Regions from separate parts of the Gossypium raimondii genome. Here region 1 is linked to region 2. The links are chromatin contacts, called in public Hi-C maps. All regions are on one chromosome and are shown on one strand. The core of a region is the stretch at or near the end of the contact, and the rest is flanking DNA. Distances in the headings are between cores, read along the strand shown. Region 1 overlaps LOC105801476. Region 2 overlaps LOC105801526 (auxin transport protein BIG).

Region 1 (5,093 bases), core at 1,291-3,790, 110 kb after region 2:
CCTTTCTCTCCCCACACTAAACCCATTTATATATTCCATGCCAATAAAGCGCCCTATTTTTCTATAAACTTTCAAACTTCTCATCAATATCCAACCACCCATAAATTAAAATTAATATGCAAATAAGAGATGGTTGCTATTCCTATTTTATAATTTAAATGACTTGACTTGGAATTTGACTTAGGGTCCAACCTTATATAATAAAATTCTATAGGAATCCTAAGAGGATGAATCGACTTCTTCTCTATTTCTACACCAGAATCTCCTCCATCTCTAATCTCTCATTCTTTTTCAAGGTTTAATGATGGAAAAGATAAAGATGATTGTTTCATAGTTAGCAGCCCAATGAATTCTTAAATGGTAGGGTTTTTTCTGGTCAATCACCAAAAATAAGAACCTAACATAAAGTATTTAATATATTTTTTAATAGTTCATAATCTCACCAACTCTTTATTAAATAAACTCATATGAAAATGGAAATTATATATCAAAATCCTTTTCAAATCCCATCAATTTATTAATAATATTAATGTGGGTTGAATTAATATTTAGGGTGGCTTTGGATGGGCGATTAACTTACTTTTTGTCTCACGCTACAGTATCTAATCTCACCGCCACCACTCTTTTTACATTAATTGCATGTAATGCACTACCCATCCAAAACCACCCTTAGTAGACTTAAATATAAGAATTAAATTGTAAATTTAGTTATTAAATTTTGTTTTCATTGATATTTTATATTTTTAAATTATGAGTAAATTTGTCATTCAATTTTTATGTGATTGAATTTTACCACTAAAATTTGAATTTTATTAAATTTTGCTACCAACTTTGATTTTTAAATTAAAATTTATCATTTAAAATTCATTTTGATGATTTGAAAAGGTAAGAAAAATTATTTCAAATATTTTATTTTAATAGTAATAATAATTTAACTTATAAATATTAAAAATAATAAAGTAAATTAGAATATCTATTTAATAAAATAAAAACTTCGACAATAAAAATACATATATCATAAAAGAAAAGAATGAAGTTTATTTTTATAAATAACCATTTTATTTAAATTTAAGATTCTATTAGTTAACTTATTATTGTTAAATATTAAAGTAAACTTATTAAATTTTTCTTCAAATTAATAAAATTAAAATTGAATAGCAAAATTTAATAATAAAAATTAACTCTAGTCACAAAATTCAATCAAATAAAAGAAAAATCACAAAATTTAATATAGAGTTAAAAGTATAGTGGTAAATTTATCTCTAATTCATAAGAACAATGGCAAATATCAATGAAAATAAAGTATAGCGTAAATTTGACAAATTTACATATTAACCTTAAATATAATAACTTTTAAACACGAATACAATCTATAATTAGATATAACTAATTAAAATAATAATGATATTTAAGATTGTGTCATGTGATGCTTATTAGTCTTATCTTAAACCCTCGAAAGTGCCCCATCGAAACTTTTATTATGTTATTTTTCTACCATTGTAGCAATTTCTGCATAACTATTTATTTAGCCCTTCAATTTTATAAAAAGAAAGAAAGTTGTTTTAGCTCTTTATTTAATTTTTATTTTTAATCTTTAAACTTGTATTTTGTCAAATCAATCTAAAATGAATGGAAAAGTTAACGTTTTTGACTTTACAAATATTACATACATTTGGATTTTCACGTGGATAGATAACACATCAAGTTTTAATTAATTTTTTAAAATCTAAAAAATTCAAAAAATTATTTTTAAAAATTAATATCCATTAAAATTATTAAAGATTATAAAAATATTTTTTTAAAATTTTAAGAAATTAATTAAATGTTGACATGTCATCTACGTGCAATCCACATGTGTGTCACGTCAGCAAAATTAACAAGAGTTAACTTTTCCATCTATTTTAACGTGATTTGGTAAAAGATATAATTTTAAGAACTAAAAAAGATGAAAAATTAAATAAAAAAGATAAAGATAATTTTTTATAATGTTAAAAGGACAAGTCATTAGTAATTTGTAATCCTAAAAATCCGAGCAGTTTGGGTAAAATATAGAAGAAGAGAAGGTAAGACGGGGTAAGTACAGAATTTAGTTCTCACTCGCTTTTCCTCGTTTTTCTCAATACTAACTTTGTAATTATGATTAGGTAAAATGATTTTTATGCGAAAACATTCTTAACCCAAAGCTGCATCTCTTCGTTTTAGGAAGGTAATTTTTTCAGAATTGGAGTGCAGTGCAGGGATATCTCTATTTTTAATAGATAACCAAGTTCTTGAAATTTTGGACTTAGGTGGGCTTCGAGGTCAGGGTTCGGTTTTTATAATTAAGAATGTATAAGATATATTCCAAATCTGTCAATATATATATATATATTTGTAATTTTTAGTTACAATTTGTTGATCTTAGTTTTAGAAATTAATATAACATAGAACATGATGAAAAAGTAAATGGGAGCAAAATTGGAGATATGGGGATTAGAGTGAAGAAAAGAGCATGAGCTACGCTGTGTTACCAAATGTTCACATCATCATAATGACTATGCGGCCATTTAGTGTTGGAAGTCGGGAATCTAAATTTCCAGCTCATGCAACTCCAAACAGACAAAGCAAGGTAGCTTTTGAAGGACAATGCTCATTCAATTCATAACTTCTACCGCAAATAACTCCTCACCCAACACCTGCTTGCTTATCAAATCATTCACATGCTCGAGGGAATAATTTATAATATGAAATATAATCACTAAATTCAACTCTGAATACTAAATGCCAAAAGGTCTTGCACCAAAATTCAATACAATAATTTTTTATTTATTCATTTAATGTTCAAAATTCACAACTTTCTTAATAGTAAATATTAATTTTTTTTACTTTTTTTATATAAGCACACTTGTATACATATATAACTCATTTGCGTATAATACGTACTTTATTTAAAAATAAAATAAACTATAAATGTATATAAAATTTTTTAAAAAAATCAATAAACCCACAACTATTGGCTATTTATATAGATATACCAGTATCATAACAAATTTGGGTATTTATATTAATATATCAATATCATTAGAAAATTGGCAAGTCTGAAAGAAGGTAGTTTGGTGAGGCTGGCAGGAGATGATGGAGAATAATGAGCCATGGTTATTCAGGGCAGAATTTCAACTACAAACGCATATCAGAACTTTCTATTGGACAACGTTGGCACATGCTACATCTTTCTGTACATACATTAAACTTATACTACTTTTACGTGATTTTCTCTCCTTTCTTTTGTACCAACTGTCGCTCCAATTTCGGTTCTTTGCTACTCATTTTCCCTATAAAGAGTTCCCACCAATGACTCAAGCTTCTTCCATGGACATCAAAATTCATCCCGTTCAAGTCAACAGAATCCCACATGCAGAGGTGCTGGGTAATGCCAACCATAATTTCAATGCCATGAATGACTCAAGCAACAATGTTGCACCTCCAACTCGAACATTATAGGACAAGCATGAGAGTCAGTACCCATATCGATCATTCAACGTTGTTCTCCCATCACCGGATTGCCCTGCAAGGAACATAAAAATATTATTAAAATGACACTGCAATTTTTATGAATGGAATTAAGTTGCAATCCATTCATTACTGCCCATTATGGATGCTACCCAAATTTCCGATTCATTGACACTAAGCAAAGTACCTTCAGGAGGAACCCACGTTTCGTACTCTGGATCTGGATTGCTATCAAGAAATGAAGGCTTTTCAGGACCAAGCACTCGTTTTGGCTTTTTCTCTTTCTTCTTAGATTGATTTCTGGCCGACATATCAGGGGTTTCATTCAATTCCTCTTCGTCTGCATGGTACCCTCTAGTGTGCTTCAGCAACAGTGCCACAGCATTCTGTGCAATTTCTTCAGCTCCCGTAGAGGGTGTCGTAGATTGATCAGAGGGTTTATCACCAGCTTCAGGCTTCTCAACCTGTTTCTGTGTTCTTATAATCAGACCGGAGGCAGTAGCTTCAATTCCTGATGGCTCTTTAACCTGTGGATTGTCAGCACTCCCAAGTACTTTCTTCCTATCTTTATAGTCAACAAAGTCGTCAACTTTATGTGTATCTACTACTATTACTTGATTTGACTCTTTAATCTCCTTGTTCTCAACAGCACCAAGCCATTGGGGCTTTGCAACGGTATAGATAGCCTTTTCCCCCTCGGATGTATCACTAACAACATTCTCTTCTGGTTTCTTTCTTGATTCCATAGAGACATCTGCAACTCCCTCTTTCTGCACAGGAGAATTTGCTGGTTCTGTAGCTGAACTGATTTTTTTGGGTTCCTTTGCAATCTGCTTCCGGACAGCAGCCGCAGGAGGTCTAGGTCTGTCAGGTGCTGGTACTTGTGCCTTCATATCCCTTTTCTTAGCAGCTTCCCCCGTTGGATCAGCAATCTTCAACAGGTAGAAGATCCGATCCAACTCGGACTGAAGGGCAGAGAGTTCCTTCTCAATTTGCACTGTCCTATCAAGCACTGATAAAGAATGATAGGAATCAGCCACATCTGCCACTTACATTTCACTATTTACTACTTGCTGTTTTAGATGGCTAAGAAAGTAAAAGCAAATAGACAAAAGGATGACCAAATCTAAAAAAGAGCAAAAAGCTCAAATGTAACAAAATTTCACGCTACGTAGAGGTGTGAATTCTTCCTTTTTATATTATCCATAGAACTTTGATGTTTATTAATTGGTGGAAAATATTTTAGCTTTTGTAGCCTAAGGCTTCCTTTTATATTTTGCTTTCAAAGGAAAAAGGAAGTAGCAAAAGGTTGCAATTAACACAAGCCTAAGAAAAAGAAAAGAAAGGACTATGCATTTAACTATTTCCATCGTCAGCATTCTGCTTACTTTTTTCACTTGTAGTAATATAAACATATACACATATTTTAACTGACTCACCTAACTGGGATGAAAGCCCAGACATGTAAGCATCAAGTGCATCTCCAGCTTCAGTTTCTAAACCAGTATCTGAGGTCATTTTGTTCTTCTCAGTCAACAGCAACTCTTTTTTTTCTTCAATTTCTTTGGTAATGGCATCTCTCTTATCAAGAAGACTATCAGCAG
Region 2 (4,985 bases), core at 2,232-4,731:
TACAATAATGCAACTTCTTGTTTTATATTGAGTTATAACGTTGCAACTAATTTCAATTGTTTGAATTTTATGGCAGTTTATTTTAGAGCAACTCTGCAACTTGATCTGCCCATCAAAACCGGAGGCGGTTTATTTGTTGGTTCTAAACAAAGCTCACACGCAGGAAGAGTTTATTAGGGGATCAATGACTAAGAATCCTTATTCAAGTGCTGAGATTGGTCCACTAATGCGTGATGTTAAAAATAAAATTTGCCATCAATTAGATCTGCTAGGTCTTCTTGAAGATGACTATGGCATGGAACTCTTAGTAGCCGGGAATATAATCTCTCTTGATTTGAGCATTGCCCAGGTTTATGAGCAAGTCTGGAAGAAGTCAAACAGTCAATCTTCTAATTCTATGGCTAATTCTTCACTGTTATCCTCTGGTGCTGTTACATCAACTAGAGAATGCTCTCCCATGATAGTGACATACCGACTTCAGGTTTGTTACTGTTTTTTCTAGTCAATGCCTTGTCTTTCCTCCTTTCATGGTTGAGCTATGTAGGAATGCCTTTCACTACTTGTGCTTTTTTCTTGCAATGGTTTTTGCATATGGGAATCCTTATATAGGGATTGGTTCTGTCAAACTTAAAATCATGCTTATCGTCCCTGTTTATATTTTAAAATCCATTTGGAGTGGAGCTTATGACATTTGATACTAAATGACCTTGGTATGCTCAGTATGTACAAAAGTAGCCTTGGGTTTATATTTTATTTACATTTTGTGTTCAATGGACAGGGTTTAGATGGTGAAGCTACTGAGCCTATGATAAAAGAATTGGAGGAAGACAGAGAGGAATCACAAGATCCTGAGGTTGAGTTTGCAATAGCTGGTGCAGTTCGTGAGTATGATGGGCTGGAAATCTTGTTGTGCATGATTCAGGTGCGTGGGTTCATTTCATTATTATAGGTTATGACTCCGCAGTACTTTTTATTTACATGCATAGAACTTTGAGGTTCATAAAGGGACAACCGCTTTTAAAACAAAAAAGATTTATTCATGCTCTGAATGTACAGCGTTTGCGAGATGACTTCAAGTCCAACCAGGAGCAGTTGGTTGCTGTTCTCAATCTCCTCATGCATTGCTGCAAGATTAGAGAGAATAGGAGGGCCTTATTAAGGCTTGGAGCTTTAGGCTTACTGCTTGAAACAGCAAGGCGAGCTTTCGCTGTGGATGCCATGGAGCCAGCTGAAGGCATTCTTTTGATTGTAGAGAGTCTTACATTGGAAGCAAATGAGAGTGACAATATTAGTATCTCACAAAGTGTTCTCACTGTCACTAGTGAGGAAACTGGCACTGGAGACCAAGCCAAGAAAATAGTTCTTATGTTCCTGGAGAGGCTGTGTCATCCTTCAGGGCAAAAGAAATCAAACAAACAACAGAGGAACACCGAGATGGTCGCAAGAATCTTACCCTACTTAACTTATGGTGAACCTGCTGCTATGGAAGCACTTATTCAGCATTTTAACCCATACTTGCAAGACTGGGGAGAATTCGATCGATTGCAGAAACAGCATCAAGACAATCCTAAAGATGAAAGCATTGCTAAGCAAGCAGCCAAGCAGAGGTTCACGGTTGAAAATTTTGTTCTGGTTTCAGAATCTCTAAAAACTAGTTCCTGTGGGGAGAGATTGAAGGATATTATCCTCGAGAAGGGCATTACAGGTGTAGCTGTCAGACATTTGGGTGAGAGTTTTGCAATTGCAGGGCAGGCTGGCTTTAAATCCAGTTCAGAATGGGCATTAGCTTTGAAACTGCCATCCGTCCCACATGTATTGTCAATGCTCAGAGGCTTATCAATGGGGCACTTTGCCACTCAGAGGTGCATTGATGAAGGTGGGATTTTGCCCTTACTCCATGCTTTGGAAGGTGTGTCTGGAGAAAATGAGATTGGGGCAAAGGCAGAAAATTTGCTGGACACTCTATCAGATAAGGAAGGCAAAGGAGATGGATTCTTGGGGGAAAAGGTGTGTAGGTTGCGGCATGCAACTAGAGATGCAATGAGACAGCGAGCTTTAAGGAAAAGGGAAGAGTTGCTTCAGGTACCTTCATAGAGTTTAAATTCCTTGTATATGTGCTTGCATACCTGCTGCGGGAAAGTGAAATTTGCCAATGGTACAATTTTGTAGCTGGTTTTCTTCTTTTTTTACATAGGCTTTTACTTCCATTTCTTTTGTTTTCGAAATTGTAGTTGTGAATAGTTTCAATTGCATGGTTGTATTTCTTTAGCATGGATCTTATTAAGTTTTCTTCTTGTTGCAAGCCTATGTACTTCTAATGATGAAACTTTTGAATGTTAATTAATGGAGCTTGTAGAGGTATAGAACAGGCATTCATATGCCAGTTTTCTCCCTCTCCTCTCCTCTCCTCTCCTCTTTTCATTTATTTGTTTATCTTGGCTAGAAAAGCTGAACTGATTCTTTATATTGTGTTTTCTTTTGGCAACTGTATAGGGACTTGGAATGCGACAAGAGCTAGCTTCAGATGGTGGTGAGCGAATTGTTGTTGCTCGGCCTCTTCTGGAAGGTTTGGAAGATGTGGAGGAGGAGGAAGATGGGCTGGCATGCATGGTGTGTCGAGAAGGCTATAGTTTGAGACCCACTGACTTGCTGGGTGTTTATTCTTATAGCAAGCGAGTAAACCTGGGTGTTGGCACGTCAGGAAGTGCACGTGGAGAGTGTGTTTACACTACCGTTAGTTATTTTAACATTATTCATTTCCAGTGCCATCAAGAGGCTAAAAGAGCAGATGCTGCTCTGAAGAATCCAAAGAAAGAGTGGGAGGGTGCTACTCTCAGGAACAATGAATCACTTTGCAATTCTTTATTTCCTGTGAGAGGTCCGTCAGTTCCACTAGCACAGTATGTCCGGTATGTCGACCAATACTGGGATAACCTCAATGCTCTTGGTCGTGCTGATGGAAGTCGGCTCCGGCTGTTGACTTATGATATTGTTCTGGTATGCTCTTCCATCTAAAGCTTGTTATTAACTTGTGTGTTCTGTTTTTAGATTTTGTGCCTGATATATCTGCATATTTTCTGCGCAGATGCTAGCTCGATTTGCAACAGGGGCATCATTCAGTGCAGAGTGTAGGGGCGGTGGAAGGGAAAGCAACTCCCGCTTTTTGCCTTTCATGATCCAAATGGCTCGTCACCTTCTGGAACAGGGAGGCCCCTCTCAGAGACGTAACATGGCCAAGACAGTAGCAACATACATATCCTCTTCAACATTAGATTCAAAGTCTGCAACCGGTGGAACTCAACCTTTGGGAACAGAGGAAACCGTTCAGTTCATGATGGTAAATTCACTGCTTTCAGAGTCCTACGAGTCATGGTTGCAACATCGACGTGACTTCTTGCAACGTGGAATATATCATGCCTACATGCAGCATACTCATGGCCGGTCAACAGCTAAGATAGAATCAGCAAGTAGCAGCAAAAGTCCCACCTCCACCTCAGAAACTGGTGGTGATGAGCTACTGTCAATTGTTCGACCCATGCTGGTGTATACAGGCTTGATTGAGCAGTTGCAGCAAATATTCAAGGTTAAGAAATCGTCAAGTTTGGCAGCCACCAAAGGCAAATCTGAAGGAACCTCAACCGGAACTGAAGGAGAAGGGTTGGAAGGTTGGGAGGTGGTGATGAAAGAGAGGTTGTTGAATGTGAAGGAAATGATAGGGTTCTCCAAAGAGTTGCTCTCATGGCTCGATGACATGACTTCTGCAAGTGATTTGCAAGAGGCTTTCGACATCATTGGTGCCTTGGGTGATGTTTTATCGGGTGGATTTTCCCGGTGTGAGGATTTTGTGCAAGCTGCTATTGCTGCAGGAAAAATGTGAGTTTCCTTTTGATGCTTGTATTCGGTTACCACTTCAATTTGACTTTTTGGAACTAATAAGTCAAGGTTGCCATGTAAAAGTAAAACTTGCTCTTCTATGATTCTTCAATGCAAAAAACTAAAATTTATTAATTACTCTTTAAATAATTATAATACTACTACTACCAATAAACTACAAGATATGATTGATGGAATATTTTTGCTTTGGTTGGGGACCATAACCATCCATCAAACATCTCTCTTGCTTCTAATCTGGCATTCTCTCTAAAGCTCCTAATCGAGTAGGATAAAATGGTAACAGCAATCCACAGAAGTCTAAACAAAATACCTTGTGTAGAAAGATGTCCAATTCAAATAATAAAACAGGACTCTGGTTTTCTGTTTTTTTTCCCCTTCTCAAGCTCTTGAATTCTTTTCTTTTTTCCATTTTGTCCTTTTCTGGCCTAAAAGAAATTACCTTTAGTTAATATTAATTTTTTTCATGTTCATGCAACATGCAACGTCCCAAATTGGTTGCAAAAAGCCATATATTTCCTCTCTACTTATTCAGTCGTCATACATATTTTAAAACTGTAGATTCAATAGGTTGAGATGCTGATCTCAATCATGATCAATATACCCAAACTAAGAAAAAGAATTATTAAGAACAACCAACTTGATTCCTTTTAACTATGATACAAAACAAAAAAAGCTACTTGAAAATGATTTAATAATCAATTGAGCTCCAAATAAAAATTAACACTACACTAAATAGAAGAAGAAGAAGAAGAAGGAGAAGAGGAAAAATGGAGATGCCTGAAGTGATTCCGGTGTGCTATTATAGAAACCTAGCCAAATTAAACACGTCTTGGTTCAATGACAACCTAGGTAGGAGGTTTTTTGGGTGTAAGAAATTTGGCAGTGAATTTCGAAAACCATGTCGGTTTTTCAGCTGGTTTGACCCACCATTGACGTCCCGTTCACAAATTGTGTTGTTGGGTCTTGTAAAAAAAGTGAGGACATTGGAGAATGCAAGGAGGAGGGAGAGAAAAACTTGATTTTTGGTGCTTGTATTTGTAACTGTGTTGTTTTTTAAACCTTAAAAATCAGCTTATGTTGTTATTGTTAGC

Evidence for each region. A called contact is a pair of places that touch in the nucleus more often than the background predicts.
Region 1: a contact with region 2 is called in a Hi-C map of leaf, with 2.9 times the contacts expected there. The contact joins two enhancer-like sites. A contact is called at or near these places in 2 of 2 Hi-C or Micro-C datasets (both in leaf).

The regions. Positions count from the first base shown.
Region 1 is chr7:11,541,326-11,546,418 of ASM2569854v1, forward strand. It overlaps LOC105801476, which reads right to left. Exons shown (of 12, transcript XM_012632766.2): 10 at 4,929-5,093; 11 at 3,677-4,501; 12 at 3,020-3,544. The coding sequence ends at 3,495. Among protein-coding and RNA genes, the nearest start is that of LOC105801476, 7.0 kb to the right of the region's middle. Within about 2 kb of position 2,541, the one cell type or tissue checked has open chromatin away from gene starts, as enhancers often do. A contact at or near this core is called in leaf, where this site is marked.
Region 2 is chr7:11,427,685-11,432,669 of ASM2569854v1, forward strand. It overlaps LOC105801526 (auxin transport protein BIG), which reads left to right. Exons shown (of 14, transcript XM_012632794.2): 10 at 77-481; 11 at 779-922; 12 at 1,057-2,082; 13 at 2,494-2,997; 14 at 3,086-4,008. The coding sequence ends at 3,877. Among protein-coding and RNA genes, the nearest start is that of LOC128042390, 5.2 kb to the right of the region's middle. Within about 2 kb of position 3,482, the one cell type or tissue checked has open chromatin away from gene starts, as enhancers often do. A contact at or near this core is called in leaf, where this site is marked.